3 separate regions of the Zea mays genome follow, and all the other regions are linked to region 2. The links are chromatin contacts, called in public Hi-C maps. All regions are on one chromosome and are shown on one strand. Each heading gives the region's core, a stretch centred on a gene start, on an enhancer-like site or on the middle of the called end of the contact. The rest is flanking DNA. Distances are from core to core; before and after follow the strand shown. Region 1 holds the start of LOC100381608 (WEB family protein At5g16730, chloroplastic). Region 2 holds the start of LOC100191555. Region 3 holds the start of LOC100502179.

Region 1 (3,697 bases), core at 453-2,952, 240 kb after region 2:
TTCACACTTAAACCATTTGTGTTGGCACTTGATCACCAAAATACTTAGAAATGGCCCAAGGGCACATTTCCCTTTCAACACTTGATGTGGATTTTAAGTAGACACAATTTAAACACTTGTAGGTACTAGAATTGAGTATGGGTCGCCTAACCCAACTAACTTGATTCGACCCGCCCGAAAAAACTTGATCCGATCCGATCAATACAACAGGCGGGTATGTGCCATAGTTTTTGACCCACAATATTTCACGGGCTGAGTATAAGCTATGATTTATGACCCAAAACCTGATCCAACCCAAAGTCAAAAACCTGACTCAACCTAAAAAAACCCTGACCGACATGTTGTCCAATAGAGAGGTATGACCTACCCGACCCGACTAGATACTAGGCACGGATGCTTAGAAAATCAAGTCATAGATGTGTCTTCATGAATACATTTTACAATTATCTTCTAGACATGCCCCAAGACACAACCCATTAATATGCATTGTACATGCCCTTAGGGCATCTATAAACCAGAGATTTTTGATTGATTTTCTAAATAAAAGTGACATTTAAGAAACTACCTGATATGATGATGTGTTTTTAAAATCATTCATATCATAAATATATTTAAGAGATTGTACGGATAGTCATGTAGAGACAGATGTCTCTTATATATTTTTTCATTTAACCCATAAAGACCATCATAAACGAGGTTGTGCGTACTCTCAGACCTAGTGTTTGGGCATTACAACCCACATAAATGATCTATATCGTAAGGGATATCTAAGGAAAAAGTGCAAAAAACATAATAGACTTATTTTGTTGAAGTAATGTCTAGCATTATTCTCTAAGTCTAAAATATGGGTATACCCATATAACCTATATAAATGAGTTGTGTTTTTGAGAGGTTATAGCGAATAAAATATAAATATTGGATTGTACGAATGAGTTCCTTACTTGTATTTAGTATTTAGAGAACCACGACCATGTATCTAGGTTCAACATGTCCTTATGGGTATTACTTTTTTTCTCTACAAAATTATTTAAACTTTAGATAGTTAAGTAAGCGTATAAGTATAATGAATTGGACGGATAGTGTACTAGATTATGCTAGATTGGAAGTGCAGGGCACGACGCAAACCACGTCGAGGTTGCTCAGTCTGCGTCCGTCGGCAACAACCGAACGGGCCATTACGCACGGTCGGGTGAATTACTGTCGATGCGGTTGCAACTGCTAGTATCTTTGTGTGTGTTTTATGTATGCATCACTAGCACTAGCAATAACTTTAGCTTAGGCCATGTTTGGAAACGTAGTTTTTTTAGTTTTGAAACAATACTATGGTATTTGATGATACTATAGTATTGAAACACAAAAGGTGTTTGGTTTGTACAGGCAAAACACAGTTTTAAATATCATGGTTTACCTAAAACCGTGGTATTTTTGGAGTTTTTGAAACTCCACTCAGGACCTCAGTTTTCTTCTCTTCTCTCTACATATACTTTGTTTTTCCAATAAAACCAAACAGATCTCGGTTTTGAGGAATACTATGGTTTTACTGTGATAAAGTAATACCATAGTATTTTTTGTCATGTACAGTTGTAAACTATAGTATCTCAAAACTACATCATTTCAAAATTGTATTTCCAAGCAGGCCTTTAATTTTTATCGGAGCCTAAATCATACTAGCAGATACTGCAGCATGTGGTAGCCACGGTGGGGCCCATAATTTGCATCCCAGCACTGCAACCAGTAGGTGCTGTTGGCGAACCAATCTCACCTCCCAGCCCCAAGAGGGCACTTAATTCTAGTTCTACTTGTAGCAGCAGCACGGGTACCTTCCTCCTCGTGATGATTAATTAAAACGCACGAGCAAGGATGACGATGCACTATAGAGGCATAGAGCCACAGTGTACCGCAGCTCGCGACGAGCCAGCCAGCCAACGACCGCTCTCACCTTCTTCGTCCTCGCAGCCGGAGATGGAGCAGTGTAGCACGTAGGAGTAGTTCGGGAACGAGGAATTCGCTTTGCCGTCGGCGACGGGAGACGACGGACGGACGCTGCTTCCTCTGGCCTGGGCGTCTGGCGGCCTGCACACCTGACACCTCGCCTCCCACAGCCCTTTCGGCCGCCTTTTGGCTTTGCAGGCTTTTTGTGCCTCCTGCTGCTTCCCCGTCCCTCCCCCTCCGCCTCCCACCGGCACCCCCACTCTCCACTTCTCCAGTCGGCCGGGCACTCCTCCCTTGCCCCGGCCTCACACCACCACACGTCCACAATGCTGCCGTCCTCCAGATCGAGGTGAATTACTTTCGCCCTCCCTGCTCCCGGACCCTTGCGTTCTCTCTCTCTCTCTCTCTCTCTCTCTCTCTCTCTCTCTCTCTCTCTCTCTTATTTTTATTTGCTCGCGCTCTTGTTCCGCCTGTCGGTTTTCTCTTCTTTTCTTCAATGGCAGATCTAGTAGTATCCAGTAATCCAGCTAGACCCGACGCTTCATTTGGTGTTTTTTTCTTGGCTCTCTTCTTCGCCGATTTCCCTGCGCCGTAGTTGCTTTTCATCGTCAAATGTGGTGTACCGTCTCGTCTGGTGATTTCCGCCACACGCGAATGTGCCTTTCTTCAGATGGTGTTTCATGTCTGTAAATCCTCAAATTCGGACCGTAACGGCCACTCCGTCTCTCACAGCTGCATGCCACACGCGTCGGTTCATGAGCTTGCGCTCGATTCGGCAACAGAGAATAATAGATTTTCGATTTTTAATTAATTAACGATGGATGTCGCCATTGACAGATCTGGGCCGAACGAGTCCCCCATCAGCAGGGGCAGGCCGAGCACGGCGTCCTCCAACCACCGCCCCTCCACGCCGTCCTCCAACCACCGCCCCTCCACGCCCTCCTCCAACCACCGCCCGTCCACGCCCTCCTCCAGCCACCGCCCCTCCACGCCGGGCGGCACCAGGAGGAGCAGCGTCGGCACGCCGTCCACGCCGCGCTCCCGCAGCAACGGCGCGGGCCCCTTCAAGTCCGAGCCCAACTCGCCGCCATCGGCCGCCGCACAGAAGCCCCGCCTCTCGTTCGACCGCTCCCCGAGATCCGTGGACACCAAGCCCGTCGTCGAGCGCCGGGTGCCCAAGATCGGCACCACTCCTGAAGTAAGTGTACTGCACCGAACTGCGCTGCCCTGGTTTTCTTCCTCTCTCACTGAAGGAGGAACAGGTGCTGCATTGCTAACGCCCTGTCTGATCTTGATGCACGCCTATGCCTGATCACTGTGATTTTTGTCGCTGGGATGGCAGAAGCAGCTCCGGAGGGAGGCCGAACTGCAGGCACAGCTTGAGTCCACCCATGAGGACCTGAAGAAGGCCAAGGATCAACTGGCATTCATCCTCGGAGAGAGGGACCGTCTTGTCGGGGAGCTCAACGAGGCCAAGAGAGTCGCTGATGAGACTCACGAGAAGCTCCAGGATGCCCTCATGGCCAAGAGGTGGGCCGAGGAGGCCACTGAGATCGAGAAGTTCCGCGCGGATGAGCTGGAGCAGGCAGGCATCGATGAGGCACAGAGGCGGGAGGAGGAGTGGCAGAGGGAGATTGAGTGCGTGCATGGCCAGCACGCCGCGGACTTGGAGACGTTGGTCAACACAACGGAGGAGCTGGAGAGGCTCAGACGTGATCTTTCCATGGTGAACGACGCCAAGAAAGCTGCACTTGGCCATGCAGAT
Region 2 (4,157 bases), core at 1,484-3,983:
TGGGTGCCCCCGCTTGTGCTGCCTGCAGGTTTTACGAAGAAAAAATAAGCGCTGGTTTGCTCCACAGTTGGAGAATCTGGATGTTTGGCACGCTAAGCGCTTAAAGTTGTTCAAAAGCTAGTTGAGAAGCGGAGCCAAACATGGCCATAAGTAGGAGAGGAGCGCTGAACCATTGAGCTATCTCTTGAGCACTTTCATTGCCTCACATAGTTTGTAATCCTTCTTTTTCTTATTCTACCTAGGAGATCCTTAGATGTTTTGGACCACAACATTGAAATCTATGGATTTTTGAGGAAGTGTGGCTGTAACCACACTTAGTACTCGTGGCATTTCATTTTGTGTCAACTATGATGGTATTGGCTTTTGAGTTGTTTCTTCTCCTTTCAAACTCTTTCGTTTAATTTTTTAAGTGGATCCTTGCCTTCAAGAGTTTGAGAGAGGTTTTGGGGGACATTCTCTGGATTAGAAACTGTCTTGGCATCATTGCAAAATTATTCTATAAGTTTATCCATTTCGTGGACATGTTTCTAACAAATTTGGTCATTTGACAAAACTCTAAGTTAAGATCGGGTTTTCTGGTATGCTATTGAAGTTTAAACCTGTTTGAGTTCAAAATTTGTGGACACCTGAGAAACTCACTTGTAAAAGTGTGGAAAATTTTAGCTCAATCGGAGTCTGTTTGGATCGATTTTGCATTCAAAAACTAAATTTTAAGCTGCTAAAAACAACGTTAGAAAAGCGATACAATTTTGGATTGTTTCAAACTTTTCAGTGTTCATTTTGCGATCCATTTGTTTCTTTGGTATCGTGTGAATTTTAATAACATTTTCAAAACATGAAATCACTGGTTAGTTGATGTGTTTTTTTTGTTTGAACAATTTCTTCATTTCTATTGAAATTAAGTGCTTAATTTGTAGTTTTGAAAGACTGAATTTTATTGGACACCATTCACCCCCTCTAGTCGCCTATTCGATCCTTCATTTTGCTATCTCTCCAACTAAAGGGGTGTTTGGTTCCACCCATCTAGTCTCTGTCACATCAAATGTTTAAATGATAATTACAGGTATTAAATATAGTCTAATTATAAATTAACTACACATATAAATACTAAAATATGAGATGAATTTATTAAACCTAATTGAGCCCATATTTAATACTCACAATTGATATTCAAACATTTAAGGCCTGTTTGAGAACTCTGTTTCTCAAAACCACATTTTATAATACCATAGTGTATTGTATCCTATGACATAACTATAGTGTATTTTACATCAGTCTAATCCAACACTTATTTGGAGACATAATATTTCAGTTGTAGCGTAGGGGAAGAGAAGACTAGAGTTGTGTGCAAGAAAAAAACTTTGGTCCAAACCAAAGTTTTTTTACCACAAAAATACCATTGTATTGGTAAAACCATGGTTTAAAATATAAAGTTTTTAGATGTGCTTCCAAACGCCTTTTAGTGTAAAATACGTATAATAAAATTCTACGGTATTGTCTTGAGACTAAGAAAATATTATATTTCCAAACAGACTTAATGTGACATGAACTAAACTTTAATCGACGGAACCAAATACCCCTATATGGTCACTAAATCAGCCCTAAAATGACAATTGTGTCTCTTGAGAAGTCATACATATTTGTTTCAGAAAGTAAACGATGGATCATGAATGTAAGAAAAAACAAGGCAGGCTGAGTTTGTAAAAGATAGAAAGGGCACAAGTCATGAACAATAGTACAATACCATGACATTGACATCTCAATCACTCGAAAATCCTTACATGTGCTTGAAATTGAACTAGCAGGAAGCAACTAGATTGATTTGGAACTGGACAAAATCATCCTTGACGCTACAGCCTAGATGGAATCCCACCTTCACTATCATCATGGAGTCATGAATTAGGCTTCTTGCAAGCACAAACATCTACACCCTAGAAGTTCCTTGTTTTCTTGGATGCTTGCCCCAGCTCCGAGAGTTTCCCGTGTTGCTTGGGCATGTAAGCACCTGAAAAACACATGCCCCAATGGGGTACAAATGTAGCAACTGTATCAGGAATGTACACAGTTCATTCATTAGGAACAGGAACACTGAACTCAAGCCATATAGACAGATTAAAAAAACTGGTTAGAAAACCAAGTTATGCAACTAATTTTAGGAGGAATCCCTTGCTATACCAGTTCTGGATTCGAGATTGATGCGGAACCGCGACGCGCGCGAACATCCAATTGTCATCGTCGAGCGACCTCACCTCCGCAGCGCTTCCATCACCTCAAACTTGAGTTCTGTAAGGCCAATCCGATCGGTCAGTCACTCTGACTCTCTAAGGCATTCACCTGTCAACGCTTGCACAAGGGAGAGGCGTATCACCAGCCATGGTCTCGTCCTTGCGGTAGAGCGCGTCGATGGAATCGGCAACGTCTTCGGCGGCCGAGACGGCTCCCCCACTCGCCGCCGAGACGGTCGACCTTGCCGGCGAGCTCATCGCGCCGGCTCTTCTCGAATCCGCCCTCCACCTGGGTGAATCGGTGCCTCCTACCGATTAGTCGTCTCTTGGCCCACCTACGCTTCATTTCGTTGGGCTGACTCGTCATTCTATTGGGCCAACTCTAATCATTTTGTTAGGCCGACTCTAGTCAGTAACAGCCCACAGGCCTAGTTCGCATAATGGGCTCGTGGACCCATTCAGCTTCGTCTTCCAAGTCCCATCCGACCGGCCGACCGAATGTAGCGCACCAATCCCATCCTCCACCCAATCGAAGGACCTAGCGAGCGGCAGCGGCGGCGGCGATCGGAGAAGATGGTGCGCAAGGCGAAGGTTGAGTTCGACGAGCAGCCGCCGGATAACTTCGACCCGAAGAACCCGTATGCCGACCCGGTGGCGATGCTCGAGTACCGGGAACACCTGGTGCGAGAGAAGTGGATCCATATCGAGACCGCCAAGATCATCCGGGAGCGCCTCCGCTGGTGCTACCGCATCGAGGGCATCAACCACCACCAGAAGTGCCGCCACCTCGTCGACCAATACCTAGAGGCTACCCGCGGCGTGGGTTGGGGCAAGGATGCCCGCCCGCCTGAACTCCACGGTCAGAATCCATGCCTCGTCTTATCCTTATCCCGGCATGATCTATTGGTTTATTTGGCTGTTGCTTCTTCTGCTTCGCAGAGCCCAAGAAGACCGTCAAGGCGGAGTAGCGGCGCTGCTGCCTTGCTTCTCGTGCTGCTGTTCCTGGATTGGAGAGGTGATGCCTGAACTAAGCGCAGCTTCAAATGAAATGTTTTCCTTTCTATGAATAATTAATCTATGTGGTGGAAACCGAAATTTCATTCCAAAGCCATTTGTGATGCTGGAAATACATTGCAATCACTCTGCAAGTATGCATCCCTACAATTTTGGGAGGCTGTCACCAGCCCAAATATGGGTCCATGGTGGGACCGGACAAAATCCCAGGAAGGGCCTGTCATGGGCATCATAGGGAGCGGTCACTCATGTGGGGCCGCACCTATGCGCGCCAAAAGCGAGAGGCCGCAGGGGGCGCTGGCAGCAGCGCGCGCAAGGAAGGCATGGCAAAGGAAAGCGCGCGCAAGGAAGGCATGACAAAGGAAAGCGCGCACAAGGAAGGCATGGCAAAGGAAAGTGACTGATTTGGTGGCTAAATTGATAGACCTAAATTGTAGGGGAGATAATTCCAATTAGTCACTTGTCTAATTAGTGGTTGCCTAGTTGGTCAACCGGTGGCCTATATATAGGCCTGTACGCAGAAGACAAAGGAAAAGGAAGATATCATCAAACCAATCTCTCTCTCTTGCAATGACTCTCAAGCGCCTAGGGCTGCTACCCTAGAACCAAGCCTGCGGCAGAGGGGTATAACCTCGCTGGAGAAGACAGCTATCCCCATGGACCGAAGACACCTGGTATCCATGGTGATAGCTGTCTTCTCCGGCGAGGTTATACTCCTCTGCCGCAGGCTTGGTTCTAGGGTAGCAGCCCTAGGCGCTTGAGAGTCATTGCAAGAGAGAGAGATTGGTTTGATAATATATTCCTCTTCCTTTGTCTCCTGCGTACAGGCCTATATATAGGCCACCGGTTGACCAACTAGGCAACCACTAATTAGGCAAGTGACTAATTGGAATTATCTCCCCTACAATTTAGGTCTAT
Region 3 (4,114 bases), core at 1,411-3,910, 230 kb before region 2:
AGACCATGGACCGGTTTTCTAAGTACTAGAGATAGATAAGAAATAGATAAGAGACTTGTCTCTTAATCAATGTATCATGTGTAGTTGAATTAAATACGGTTGGATCTGCTGTGCATGAGTTTCTATGGATGCCGCACGTACTATCGACTATGCGTATGATTGCACGTACTAGCTACTGCAGTTGGTATTTGCACGTATGGTCACAATGCTAAGACAAATATATATTATTTTTTGAACTAGCTATTAGACTTGGTATTTGCACGTATTGTTTTTGAACTAGCTACTGCACTTGGTGATCAAAGAAACTAGTGAACAGAGAAGAACACCATTGCAAATACATAGCAGCAATATGCACAACACGACCACATTCAGTTATAGAGGACTAAGAAAATACAGAGCAACAAGCACATTCAGTTACCTTGGTGACTAGAGAAGCCATGATATCCTTGGTGATCAGAGAAACTAGTGAACAGAGAGGAACACCATTGCAAAAGACGCACAACTCAAATATTGTAGCCTGGAAGAACAGAAACAATACTGATCAGAGAGTCTCCTTTGGTTATAATATACAGGCCTTGGACAGATGCAAACCGGTTCACATAAGAGCAATCAGGTTCACACAATATAAATGTGGGATAAGTATAGGTACACAATACAAATCTGAGATAAACACACATTCACATAATATAAATCTGAGATAAACACCATCAGAACAACAATAGGAATCAGATAGGCACAAATTTAGATAACCATAGGTTCAGATAACCATAAGTTCAGGTAACCATAGGTTCACAATAAAAATCTAGGGACAGGACTAGTAGTAAGGTTACAACATTTTAAGGTAAATCTGGGGCAATTTGTGCCTAAAACATTTGAGAGCAGCAACATGCTCAACTTTCATATCATCGGTCATTCCAGAAGTGTCTTGATTGAGGAGGGTGGAATAAGTTTCCATCATCTTTGTTTCCTTTTCAATTAGTTTTGCATCTTTCCCTTCCTTTGCTTATTGGAGAGCAATTTTTGATAGCTCCATCTTGTCGTTATTTAACTTTCCTTGCATTTCTAGTAGCTTAAGCCGATTAGCACGAACATCATTCTGGATCTTCTCAAATCTATCAAGCTCATCGATGTCTATGGCACTATCTTTTGTTTTTCCTTTTCTTTCACATGCAGCATGTTTAGCCTTCTTCTGTCCCATTGACCGAGGAAGATCAATATCATCAAGTCCACATCCCTCTACATTGTTATCCTTCTGTGTCTCCTTCCTCTTAGTCTGGATTGGGTTGTTATACTAATCCACTTTGCCAAACTCCGAACCATGTTCCACACATTCATTAAAATGAAATGTGGTCCCTTAGTCTCTTGCTCATATAGTTGGTGCTTTCTCTAACCACATTTCATCAGAATACCCACCGGTGTATATCCTCCTAAGTCCTAACCTTCAAATAACAGTCATTGAACATGCTAGCCCACTTATTTATCTTGTGCCACTGCCACCTCTCCTTAACCTGATTTTTAGTCCTCTGTCTGTTCTTTGGAGTAGTCAGGTTGTACTCTTGTGCCACATCCGACCAATATTGTTCAGATTTTTTGCTGTTTCCCCTAATTGAGTCAACAGAGTGTTTGAGCCATGCACTCATCTACAAAAAAAGAAATTCTAAATTCTAAATAAAACATGCACAAGATATCAAAAACTTGATTACAAGCCTACCACTCTCCCATCTTTTTGTTTCTAGATTAGTCGTGCCACGGTCCTAACTCCATCTCCATCTCATCTTCTTCATAAGCATCTTCACCTGAATGTTAATAGGGTTATTTAGTGTATGTCCCAGATGTCCAATAAAATGAGCATTTTTGGGCTGGTTGTGTGGCTGAATCATCATACAGCTCATGATGCCCTCGAAGCTGCAAAAGTTTAACAAACACTCAGATTTGGTACAACCACTCAGTTTAACATACATCTGATTATCCAAAGAAGCTTGTTCAGTTGTGTTAAACATACATTTGATTATGCAGATCTGGTTGTTCATGATTATCCAAAGACGAAATTTCTTGTATGTTTACTGCTAATGGACGAGAGATATTTCCTCTCCTACCATCTTCAACAAAGCTAATGCAATTCAAGAATCAGACTCTGCTTACCTTTGAAGCAAATCAAAGAACGACGGGCCGGTGGTGGAGGGGAACATTGCCGCTGTTGGTGCGTTGTAGAGCCGTGCACCGCCTGGACAAGACGACGGGTCGGGCGGGGTGCCGACGCGGAAACCCATCCGCGCGCCGCGGGAGAGCAGCGCGTCGTCTGGTGACGCTGACGGGGAGCCTGCCTGGGCGGCGCTGGTGGTTGCATACGGGCCAGATGGGGCAACCGCGGACGGGGCGGCTGCGGGCAAAGGGGCCACAGCGGGGGAAGGTGGGATCCAGCGGCGGCTTGTCGGGGCAGTGGAGGTCGACCGTCGCAAGCCGATGCCTGCAGCGGCGCCCGTCTTCTGCTGCATGGCCGATCTCTCCTGGCACTGCTTCAGTTCAGAATGGGCCCAAAAGGAAAGCGCAACGCGAAATGAAAAAACCCGCGCGAAGATAGAAATTTGGAGGGAATGAAGCTGGCAATCCGCATCGGATCTGGAAGAGACACTCGAACATGTACAGCCTGAGCCGTCCCCGTCTCTTCCCCATCGAGCAACGCACCAGAGACGGGCTATCCACAGAGAGCCCGGTGGATACAAATTTTACAGAAAACCCCATAGAGACGGCTGTAGAGACGTCTCATTTATTGGTGTTGTACAGGAAGGGTGATGATTTCTAGTCTTGACTCGATTATTCGCGATCCGCCCAACATATTTACAAAGACTAAAATGGCATGCACAAATGTAACGGGCTCGCAAACAATCATGGAAATAGACGAACACAATCAACCATGCATGTAATTTGTCCCTAAATTGATTCCTTTTTTGTTTGATCTGTTATTCATAAGAACACCTCACCTCATCTATAGCTTCCTAAATTAATCTCCCCAAAAGAAGACGAACAAATTGAAAACTGAGAATCACCAAGAACTGAATCGATGATCGACACAACGCATCCTGTTTGCGGCCTCGGTCGGTCGGTCGGTCAGGAGAAGATGTTGTCAAATGCGGCGGCGGTGATGGCGCGCGAGAACTCCTGGAAATTGATGCGGCCATCGCCGTCGGTGTCTGCCTCCTTGATCATTCCCGTGAGCTCCTTGACGGTGAGCGCGTGGCCGAGCTTGGCCATGGAGTGCGCCAGCTCGGCCGCGGTGATGAACCCGTTGCCGTCGCGGTCGAAGATGGCGAAGAGCTTGCGGAGCTGGTCCTCCGAGTAAGGGGACCGGTCTTGGAGGAGGTCGGGGGCCACGAGCGCCACAAACTCGGAGAACTCGATGAGGCCGTTGGAGTTGGTGTCGGCACGGGTGATGAGCGCGTCGAGCTGGTCGGCGCTGGGCGTCAGGCCCAGGGACCGGAGCAAGGAGCCCAGCTCCAGCTGCGTCAGGCTGCCGTCGGCGTTGCGGTCGAAGGACCGGAATATCTCCCGCAGCTCCGCCAGCTGGTCGTCGTCCAGCCGCGACTGCTGCTGCTGCGTTGCCTGGGTGACTGTCTCGGTCACGGAGCTCCCGCCCCGTCTGATGCTTGCCATGTCCGGCGACGGGGCAGCCGGCGGCTTGTGCGCGGCGGCATCGACAACGTGGTCCCCGGCTCCGGTGGCGGGGGCCGTGGTCGCGTCGCTCATGTTCAGATCCGGAGGCGGGGAGGACGACGAATTGGGTGGAGCGGCCGGAGAAGACGGATCTTGGAGGGGAATTGGCGCCCTGGAAAGTCGGCACGCCCTGTATCAGTACGTATATGACATGAGAGGGCAACAAGCCAACAACTGACAACGAATAGCAGTTTTCCAAACTGTGGCACGACACGGCACCACGCGCCGGAACTCCGAAGACCTGGCCGCCGGCCGGCCAACATGGCAGATCACAACTATGTATATTAGTATATACTCCTACCATACAATAGAGGGAGGCACGTAGTCGGAATGACTTTTTTTTTATTTGAGATCCTCGAATTTTGAAGGAAAAACATTCCCTAAAACGACTACAACCAGTTTC

The links. Hi-C and Micro-C count contacts between places; a contact is called where the count stands out from the background.
Region 1: a Hi-C map of bundle sheath shows a contact between it and region 2, with 4 times the contacts expected there. The contact joins the promoter of LOC100381608 here to the promoter of LOC100191555 in region 2. A contact is called at or near these places in 7 of 25 Hi-C or Micro-C datasets (bundle sheath, ear, leaf and 2 more).
Region 3: a Hi-C map of leaf shows a contact between it and region 2, with 4 times the contacts expected there. The contact joins the promoter of LOC100502179 here to the promoter of LOC100191555 in region 2. A contact is called at or near these places in 6 of 25 Hi-C or Micro-C datasets (ear, endosperm, leaf and 2 more).

Annotation. Positions count from the first base shown.
Region 1 is chr5:45,914,885-45,918,581 of Zm-B73-REFERENCE-NAM-5.0, forward strand. LOC100381608 (WEB family protein At5g16730, chloroplastic) reads left to right here and starts at 1,703. Exons shown (of 3, transcript XM_008645719.4): 1 at 1,703-2,281; 2 at 2,770-3,130; 3 at 3,275-3,697. The coding sequence starts at 2,259.
Region 2 is chr5:45,668,977-45,673,133 of Zm-B73-REFERENCE-NAM-5.0, forward strand. It overlaps LOC100191555, which reads left to right and starts at 2,734. Exons shown (of 3, transcript NM_001294148.1): 1 at 2,734-3,084; 2 at 3,165-3,240. The coding sequence starts at 2,799. The coding sequence ends at 3,193. It also overlaps the pseudogene LOC103626292.
Region 3 is chr5:45,437,692-45,441,805 of Zm-B73-REFERENCE-NAM-5.0, forward strand. It overlaps LOC100502179, which reads right to left and starts at 2,661. Exons shown (of 3, transcript NM_001196656.1): 1 at 2,143-2,661; 2 at 1,712-1,905; 3 at 1,009-1,640. The coding sequence starts at 2,495. The coding sequence ends at 1,755. It overlaps LOC100286292, which reads right to left and starts at 3,864. Exons shown (of 1, transcript NM_001159179.1): 1 at 2,902-3,864. The coding sequence starts at 3,744. The coding sequence ends at 3,109.